3 separate regions of the Mus musculus genome follow, and regions 1 and 2 are each linked to region 3. Evidence: chromatin contacts called from public HiChIP or PLAC-seq and promoter capture Hi-C data. All regions are on one chromosome and are shown on one strand. The core of a region is the stretch at or near the end of the contact, and the rest is flanking DNA. Distances in the headings are between cores, read along the strand shown. Region 1 overlaps Traf3ip2 (TRAF3 interacting protein 2). Region 2 overlaps Fyn (Fyn proto-oncogene). Region 3 has its middle 22 kb from the start of Gm31562.

Evidence for each region. HiChIP or PLAC-seq counts read pairs in DNA pulled down with a chosen protein or histone mark. Capture Hi-C pulls out chosen DNA fragments and counts their contacts.
Region 1: a promoter capture Hi-C map of adipose tissue shows a contact between it and region 3. The contact joins two enhancer-like sites. A contact is called at or near these places in 1 of 115 datasets of contacts at active chromatin or transcription factors (stem cell-derived neural progenitor cells) and 2 of 9 other capture datasets (adipose tissue and pancreatic islet).
Region 2: a contact with region 3 is called in an H3K4me3 HiChIP or PLAC-seq map of embryonic basal ganglia, with 3 times the contacts expected there. The contact joins two enhancer-like sites. A contact is called at or near these places in 1 of 484 Hi-C or Micro-C datasets (bone marrow-derived macrophages), 7 of 115 datasets of contacts at active chromatin or transcription factors (the NIH/3T3 cell line, bone marrow-derived macrophages, cardiomyocytes and 4 more) and 2 of 9 other capture datasets (adipose tissue and liver).

The regions. Positions count from the first base shown.
Region 1 is chr10:39,646,057-39,648,756 of GRCm38.p6, forward strand. Traf3ip2 (TRAF3 interacting protein 2) reads left to right here. Exons shown (of 9, transcript NM_134000.3): 7 at 793-909. The region is part of intron 2 of E130307A14Rik (RIKEN cDNA E130307A14 gene); the gene reads right to left. Among named protein-coding and RNA genes, the nearest start is that of Gm16364, 34 kb to the left of the region's middle. Within about 2 kb of position 1,260, at least 71 of the 459 cell types and tissues checked have an H3K27ac peak or open chromatin away from gene starts, as enhancers often do. A contact at or near this core is called in adipose tissue, where this site is marked.
Region 2 is chr10:39,539,963-39,542,662 of GRCm38.p6, forward strand. The region is part of intron 12 of Fyn (Fyn proto-oncogene); the gene reads left to right. Among named protein-coding and RNA genes, the nearest start is that of Gm40627, 49 kb to the right of the region's middle. Within about 2 kb of position 1,254, at least 137 of the 459 cell types and tissues checked have an H3K27ac peak or open chromatin away from gene starts, as enhancers often do. A contact at or near this core is called in adipose tissue, embryonic basal ganglia and stem cell-derived neural progenitor cells, where this site is marked.
Region 3 is chr10:39,265,458-39,268,157 of GRCm38.p6, forward strand. No RefSeq gene overlaps it. Among named protein-coding and RNA genes, the nearest start is that of Gm31562, 22 kb to the left of the region's middle. Within about 2 kb of position 1,329, at least 138 of the 459 cell types and tissues checked have an H3K27ac peak or open chromatin away from gene starts, as enhancers often do. A contact at or near this core is called in adipose tissue, embryonic basal ganglia and stem cell-derived neural progenitor cells, where this site is marked.

The DNA.
Region 1 (2,700 bases), core at 10-2,509, 380 kb after region 3:
ATAGCGGGGGGTGGGAGGGTGCAGCAGAACCCAGCTGAATTGGAGGCCATTCCAAGCATTTTGTAGGACTGGGCTTGAGAGGTTTCTGGGCAGCTTTGAAAGCTAAGCAGCATGCTACCCCAGGGCACCCACTTGCAGCCCTGTGATTCGTTTTCCACAGACAGAATCTATACTAGCCACTGGGACACTCTGTGCTTTAACAAGATAGAAATTGATTGCTGCCAGCATGTCTGTGTCTGGGTACTTCTTTGGGCAGGAGTGGGTGGGGTGGGAGTCTCAGCAGGCTGGGTTTTGCTGCCTTCCTTTTGCCTGCAGCCCGGCGTTTGCTGTGTGTTGAAGGGTCTGCTCCTACTGACTGTGCTGATGTGCACAGGTGAAGCAGGGCAGTGGAGGTGCATGGTGACTGACAGCTCACATCAGGCTGCAGGGAAGAAGGGTGCTTTTCCGTGCAGTGGTGATGTCTTTCTGCCTCCATGCAGAGTCAGTGATTTCAGATTTCATCAGATGTTTATTAGAGAAGGTTGTGGACGGCAGGAGAATTCCTCTCAGAACCATTTGTTCTGCATGTTTGTGGGTGCTGGGCGCAGAGGCAGTGGGGAGGGGTAGAGGTGACAGCAGGCCTGTGGGGGTTGGGCGGCGCTGATGCCTTTTGCTTTCACAGAGGGACTGGTCGTGTACTGGCCAGCAGGTCAGGGACCGCGTATGGTCCTGCTGGCCAGTTTCCAGCTGGCCTTCACCAAACGAACCATGCTTCCTGCTTCCATAAACATGCTTTCCTCCTTCTCATTACAGAAGACAGTGATGATAATCGTAGCAATCAGCCCCAAATACAAACAGGATGTGGAAGGCGCTGAGTCGCAGCTGGACGAGGACGAGCATGGCTTACATACTAAGTACATTCATCGGATGGTGAGTGAGGGACCACAGCGCCTGGCTCTTCCTCTGGGGCAGGCACCCTCTCTAGGGGGGTTGTTTCTTCATTCAAGGTACTGGGATGTTTGGGGATGCCACAGTTATTTCTATGGCTCAGGATATTTTGAACCTTGAGACCTATGAAGCAGCATCACTCCTCCACCCAGTACTCAAACTGGTCCTGCCAGTAACTTAGAGGTATCAGTCAAAGTTCTAGGAAGTAGAGCTTTGTTTGCTTGGCTATTTACCAACAAGTGTGAAGTTTTAGGAGGCTAGAGTGGTGGAGTGGGCTGGGCATTGTAGCTGTTACATTCTGTTCCTCCCTTTTTCAGAGAGGCAAGTGAAAATTGGGAAGGACACTTCTGTCATGCCAAAAAAGCATGTGTCACATTAGCCTCCTAAGCACAGGCTATGTGGCCATGGCCCAAGTTCTTAAATCCTGCCCTTCTGCAACCCTGTTCACAAAATGGATCATCACTATACACGGTGCTGTGAAGATAAGTGAAGTGATATTCAAAGCATTTGGCACAAGAAAACACTTAACCAAAGAGATATTTGTTCTTTTGTGATAGGTGGGGAACATTCTACTCCCTAACCTGTGCCGTGGGGCTTGGTTACACTTAAACCATGGGAGAATTTAGAAGGAATCAAACTTGCTCAACAACTTGGAGGAAATATTACCCAGCTTCAGAGCTAGCTGTTTTATGGACTGCTTGCCATCTTGTCCTTTGTAGATTTAGAGATACGTTAGAGACCATTTCTATTTAACTAGGAAGCCAGACTAGACCTGTGACTTTCACACTGTCCTGTGGGAACTGTGTGTCTGAAGGCAAGAGTGGCCCTGGTTTCTCTGGCTTGTTTTTTACCAAGGATTCTGACATTAGAGAAAGAGCAGGGAAGTCACTGGACTTGAACTCACAACCCAGTTTCAGTCTCATCCTGCACGGAGATCGGGGATCATCACACCTCACTGCAAGGACTAAGTAAGCAGCATAGGGCAGGACACAGTCAGTAGCCTCAGGCCACCTTTTCCCCAGGGGAAAGAAAAGTTGACCACCATCCACCCTGTGGGTAGAGGGCAGGGAAGGTGTGTAAGCAGCACCCTTATCATCTGAGTCTTTAGGATCTCTGTCAGTGTGAACCACTTGTTTGAGTTTACAACCCAAAGTGGAAGCTAAGGTAAGGTGGTAAAATTCAAGGGTCTGGCTAAGGGTCAGGAGCTAAGTCTGCCTCATATCCAGTCTTACCCAGTGCCAGCCTGTGGAGTCTGAAAAATAGTATTCTTAGAAATAAACTGATCCATGAAGGTCATGACTGACTGGATATTTCTATCCCTTAGCTGTCTGTATCATGTCTGCACATTCCCAGAATACTGACATTCTGTCTACATCTCTAAGAACCTGCCAGTCCCAGGAACCAGCAGTTGGTACTTGGGAAGGACTCCAGGTCCCTACCAGTTCCTGGACAAACCTGTTTAGTTGTGCTAGTATATTGAAAAGCCAGCCAGTAATACACACAGTTCAACCCAATGACTGTGCCAGCTATAGCCATGTGGTCTCCAAATTTGGTTTCTTGGCCCTAATGTCTTTGGCTTCTCCTCGTCACAGAAGGGACTGGATGCGCCATCAGTATCTCCCCATTGATAGGCCGACTTCCTTGCCTCCTCTAGGCATCTGAGTAGTTACTACACAAATCAAATGATGCCATTAGAAAGCCAGTCTCTGAAAGAAATTATGAGAGACAACAAAAGTATACTGCTGAGGGCTTGTCTTTGACAGAGCAGGAGCC
Region 2 (2,700 bases), core at 4-2,503, 270 kb after region 3:
AGATAGACCTGTGCTCAGATGCTAGCCTAGCTCTGCCTTCCCTTGGGTTGCAGCCTCTCTGGGCCTCAGCATAGTCATCTGGGACCCCCTCTCTGGTGGCTGTGGCTTAGAAAGGGCAGAGCTGTTTGGTGTCCTTTGCTTCTGTTCTCCCTCACAGGACTTTCTCCTCCCAGACCTCCTACCTCCTTTCTCTGTATTCCTCACTCTGTTCAAAAAGATGGCCAGGCCTGGGCTGACTCTGAGCCTGGCCGGAGAAGTCGTGGCATTATCTTAGTATGAGTCCTGGAATCTCTGCAGATCTGCTCGGGCACCTGGGATAAGTTGCTTTGAACCTGCCTTCTTCTGCAAACAAAATTGTCACACGGTCTGAGAACAGACAGGAAGCACTCACCACAGAGGACTTAGTGCAGTTGGCAGTGGCATTAACAAAAGCAGTGATAAGTTGACCCTATAGACACATACAGCCGTCCTCTGCATACACGCCCACAGATAGTACCCACGAGCCATGCTGTACAGGGCCTTCCCACTGCCTCCTGCCAGGCCTTGTCCCCATTTGAATCATGAAGAGCAGGAACATGGAGTTTCTCTGTGGGTTTGGTGGGTTGGTTGATTTGTTCCAAGGCAGCAACCAAACGAGCATATAGGAAACACATGTCAAAACGATGTAATCTTTGAGTCTGTGGACTATTTGGACAAAAGGAGAACACTCAGAACTCTGGGTAACTTTGTTACTGGTTTATATATTAAGTAGAACAAGAAAAATGTGTCTGTTCAAATACTCCCAGTATTGAGCATTTAAATTGAATAGATTATTGTCTAGAGTAAAATTCACTTATAAATTAGACTACAAAGAATTCATAATTGTTACAGTTTCCATGTTCATTCGTTCACGTTAAAAATTGTTACTGCATAAATTAACACGTTCTTTCTTGGAGAACATATTTTAGAAAGATTTGTTACTTTAATAACTCTTTGTGTATTAGAAATCCCAGATGCCGGTGCTAATTAAATGTAATCAGATTTTGGATTCAAAAAGCACAGTAGCCATTTAGCACAAAGGAGCAGGCAGCTAGGTTGACAAACACGGTCAGGAAGGACTGGGTCCCTGATTCTTTTAGCTTTCCAGTTTCACAATGCAGAGCTGTGAATGCAGTTCCTGTCTTTCCTTTGTTCTGATGACTGGGGATTATTAGACTCAGGCCGCCCGCCGCTGTTCCAGCTCAAGGACTCCTGCAGAATTATTAATCAGCTGCTTCAGAGGCCCTGTAATCCAGTGGCAGATCAAGGCTGATCTCACCACGAGGTGCCCTCCCTCTGCTCCCCTCAGCGTATGAATTTCTTGTTCTCTGTCAACAACAGCATCGCCATTCCCACACTGTGTGCTGTGACCTGAACAGCAAATGTCAGCAGAGAAGGGGGGAGGTGGAATCCTGTTAATTGTTGAATTTAATTTAATTCTTTCCTTGCTAAAGAACTGAACCCATCTTTTAAGAAAAGCAAACCTCTTCCCGTCTCTTATTCCCCAGGCAGAGCTTTTAAAAGGCTGTAGTGAAGTGACCAGGCCACACCACCCCACAGGCCCACACGGGGAGTTTATCATCCCCAGAGCTGCCAGAAGCCATGTGCTGAGCCCCACGTGCAGAACTGAGCCAAGCTGCCTCCCTGAACTGTCCAGGGCCAGAGTTTGGTGCACCTCTGTCCCTGGGCAGAAGTCGGCTTCATTTGTATTCCGCTGCCTCTGTCTCTAGGCTTCCTACCACTGGTGTCTCTGGGAGGGACAGCTTTGTTCATCTGCTGTAGCTTCCGCCTAGATTAGTAGTCAGGGGAGCAGGGCAGATGCTGGGAAATGGAGATGAACTGTTGGGAGCATCATCCCCTCCTAGCAAGGCTGTGCTGACAGCCAGATGAAATAAACGAAGGGGGCTTTTAAATCACTCATTTCTCCCTAGTCCCTTTTAAGATTAAAAATGCTTGCAGGGTGGCAGGAAACTGATTTCTACCACTTCCATCCTTGGACAGCTCTGTGAGGTGGCCTAGGGAATGCAGACAGGGCCTGGTGCCAGCACAGGTCCCTGAGCCGACTCTGAGCACCTTCCTCTGTCTGCCCAGCCCACCAGTAGTCCTGCTTTGTGCTCACAGGGGCATCGTCCTCTCCTCTGTGCTGTTTTGGGCAGAGCTGCCTGGCAGTTGTTTATGAATGGTCAGGAGCAAGCCCTCACTTTGTACAGCCCACGTTTCTTGGTAATCGTCACTAAGGAAGCAGATGGTCACCCTCTGTGATTTTAAAGTGTTTAAATAGGAACTGCAGACTGCCATCAAACATCAGAAACGTCTTCTGGCTTCCTTGTCGTACTCTGCTGGCTGGCAGAAGGAGCCTGCATTTGCATCAGCTGGAGAGTGAGGGACAGGCAGAGCACATGCACACTGCCTGCAGCTACGAGCCTTTCTCCTAACCAAAGGAAGGTACCTGGGCCCAACACACTGCTCTCCACAGGGTCCCAGAAACATAGGCACTTTGCCAGATTGGAAAGCAGAAGACAGTTTAAACCAACCTGTGGTCATGCTTGTCTTCTGTACGTCCCCTCCTCTTGGGACGTTTTTTCTAGACTCAGAGCCAAGCCCCAGTATGATGAGCCTGTCCCACTCAGTATCCCCACTGTCCACACTGCCTAGCACAGTGTGGCCTGGCGTCGCCCAGGT
Region 3 (2,700 bases), core at 79-2,578:
GGTCTGTATACACACAGGATGCTGTTTTAGCTTCTCACAAAGCTGCTTTCCTAAGACTTCACACCAGCTGTACATCGCCAGCTTAAATAAAGCTGTTCTAAGATCCGTTCTCTGCAGCGGATCATCGTGTCTGTTATGAAAGTAAAGATACACTGAGGCTAGGCATCCCTTGCTACTTGGTCTCCTTATGAGAATCTACAAGAAAAAAAAAAAAAGCTCAAGTAAAGAATTATAATCCTATGTATGTTCTTAATCTCAGGGGCCTCGCTATTCTTAATTATTTGTTCCCATCTTTTCTTTGGCTGCCAGGGAACTCAGTAAAGTTGTAGCATCGGCTAGCAATTATACCTGACTATGGTATGTGTGAATTCCTCTCCCTAACCCTGCCTTTATGGTATTTCTACCTTCAATCTCTCCTTAATTATTTAACTTTCAAAGTTGTGTGGGTGTGTGTGTTTAAGTCTTGGTGGGTGAGAAAAAATTTTTTAAAAAGAAGAAATTAATAAAGGGGTTTGGGTTGATGCTCAGTGAGTAAAAGTACTTGCTACACAAGTGTAAGGATCGAAGTTCAAATCTTAAAGCCAACTTAAAGCCAGAAGAGTATCTGTAATTCCAGCATGCCTACAGCCAGATGGGAGGTGGAGAAAGGAGACTCACCCAGAAGTTCTTGGGTCAGCTAGCCTGGCATACACAGCGGTGAACAAGAGACAGATAGACAGACAGTCTCTCTCTGTCTCTGTCTCTGTCTCTGTCTGTCTCTCTCTGTCTCTCTGTCTCTCTCTCTCTCTCTCTCACACACACACACACACATTACAAAACCAAGTCAGAAAGGAAGATATGTCACTGGTTTGAATATGAAATATTCTCTATAGTCTCATGTGTGTACAGATGCCCTGAGAACAGAGCCTACCACATATGAACCTGGGAATGCCTCAGAGCTTAAACCTAACACTCACCTGTAACTGCACTGTCACGATGAAGCTGGGTTCTCAACCCAGGTCTGTTTGCTACAGATTACAGCCTGTAGTACACGGTTCATTTGAGTCTGCTTAAAACTCGACTGTTTAAGTCTTTTTGAGAAGTCAGAACTCCCAAGAGGCCTTTCTTCCTGTTGAACACTCTCCTGCCTGTCCTGTTAACCTGCGAGTGGTTAGGGTTGGCTTTCATTTTCAATCATTTCTACTTCCCAGGGAAATAAGAACAAATTGTGGAGAAATTGCTGTGGCTGGAAGCGCACACAGGAAAGCAAGGCTGACAGGACAGGAGGAAGAGCAGGGGTGGGGGTGCAGACAGGAAGGGACTTGCACAAAGCGCTCAGAACTTGACTGAAGGCCAGGGAAATACAAAGAAGATCTTGGCAGGAAGCCTGGCCTGAGACTTTGCTAGAGCCACAATAGCACTAGGAGGAAGGGAGGAAGGGAGGGAGGAAGGGAGGGAGGGAGGGAGGGAGGGAGGGAGGGAGGGAGGGAGGGAGGGAGAGACCGAGAGACACAGACAGAGAGACAGACACAGAAAGACAAAGAAACAGAGAGACAGAGACAAAGAGAGATAAAAAGACAGAAAGACACAGAAATACACAGAGAAACAAAGACAAAGAGAAAGAGAAACAGAGAGACAGCGACACAGAGAGAGACAGAGACACACACAAAAAGAGACACTCTTCCATACTCTCTTCCCCTTTGCCTGCCCTGAGCCTCTGCTCACCAGGCAAACCCAACTTGATACTTGAGTCATTGAAGAGGGAACTCATTTCTATTTTTAGTAAGGACTTTCATCTCCAGTTGTGCCATCCTTCTACAGAATCTTAATTTCCCAGTTGCTGTAAGATCCTAGTAAAAAATTCAATATTTTTAAAACATCACTCAGTCTTGGGGGAGCTTTGTCCTAATGCAAAGATGAAGATGGCTCTCAGGTGCCAGCGAACAGCTGCGCCGTGCATAGCAGAGTCCCATTCACCAGAGCACTGATGCAGGGCACGTAGCTGGGCAGCTCCATTTGTTCAGGAGTAGAACTCGGTTTTTCCCTTTGGTAGGGGACAGGATCTGTTTCATCTGGGACTTTTTTTTTAAGCACCCCAGTCATTACACAGCTGGTCCTAGAGTCAAAAGATTCCATTCAGAAAAGCACCGGACAGTTCAGCATTCAGACCCTCAGCATACAGAGCCTGAGTGAAATCAGGACAATTCATTTTTCCACCCTCTGTTTATTTTGAAATTATTCAATTCTGGGGACAGGTTACAAGAGGGATGAAAAGACTATCCATACACCCCACACACACCTAGACATTCCATTGTATTCCATGGTATATTCTGCCTTCTGCATGTGACACGCACATGTCCTCATTCTTTGCCAAACTTTGAACCTTTAGAGAGGAATCTGCAGAAATTCTTACCTTTTACCCTACAAGTTCTTTAAAATAAAGACATATCCCTGGAAAACCACAGTATAATCGTTATGCCAGTAAACATTCCTAAATGAGATTTATTATGTATCGTAGAATGCATGCAAGGATGCCATCACACCCAAGCTCTGTCCTCGCCATCCAGGATCTCACTGGGAACTGTTGTATTTGGTCCCTGTGGCCGTTTTTTGGCACTCCAGTGCATCTCCCCACTTGGTCCCCCACCCCTGCAATTCTCTAAAAACACTGTTTGAAACTCTAAGTCAGCCATTTCACAGAGTCTCACTTTGAGTTTCATT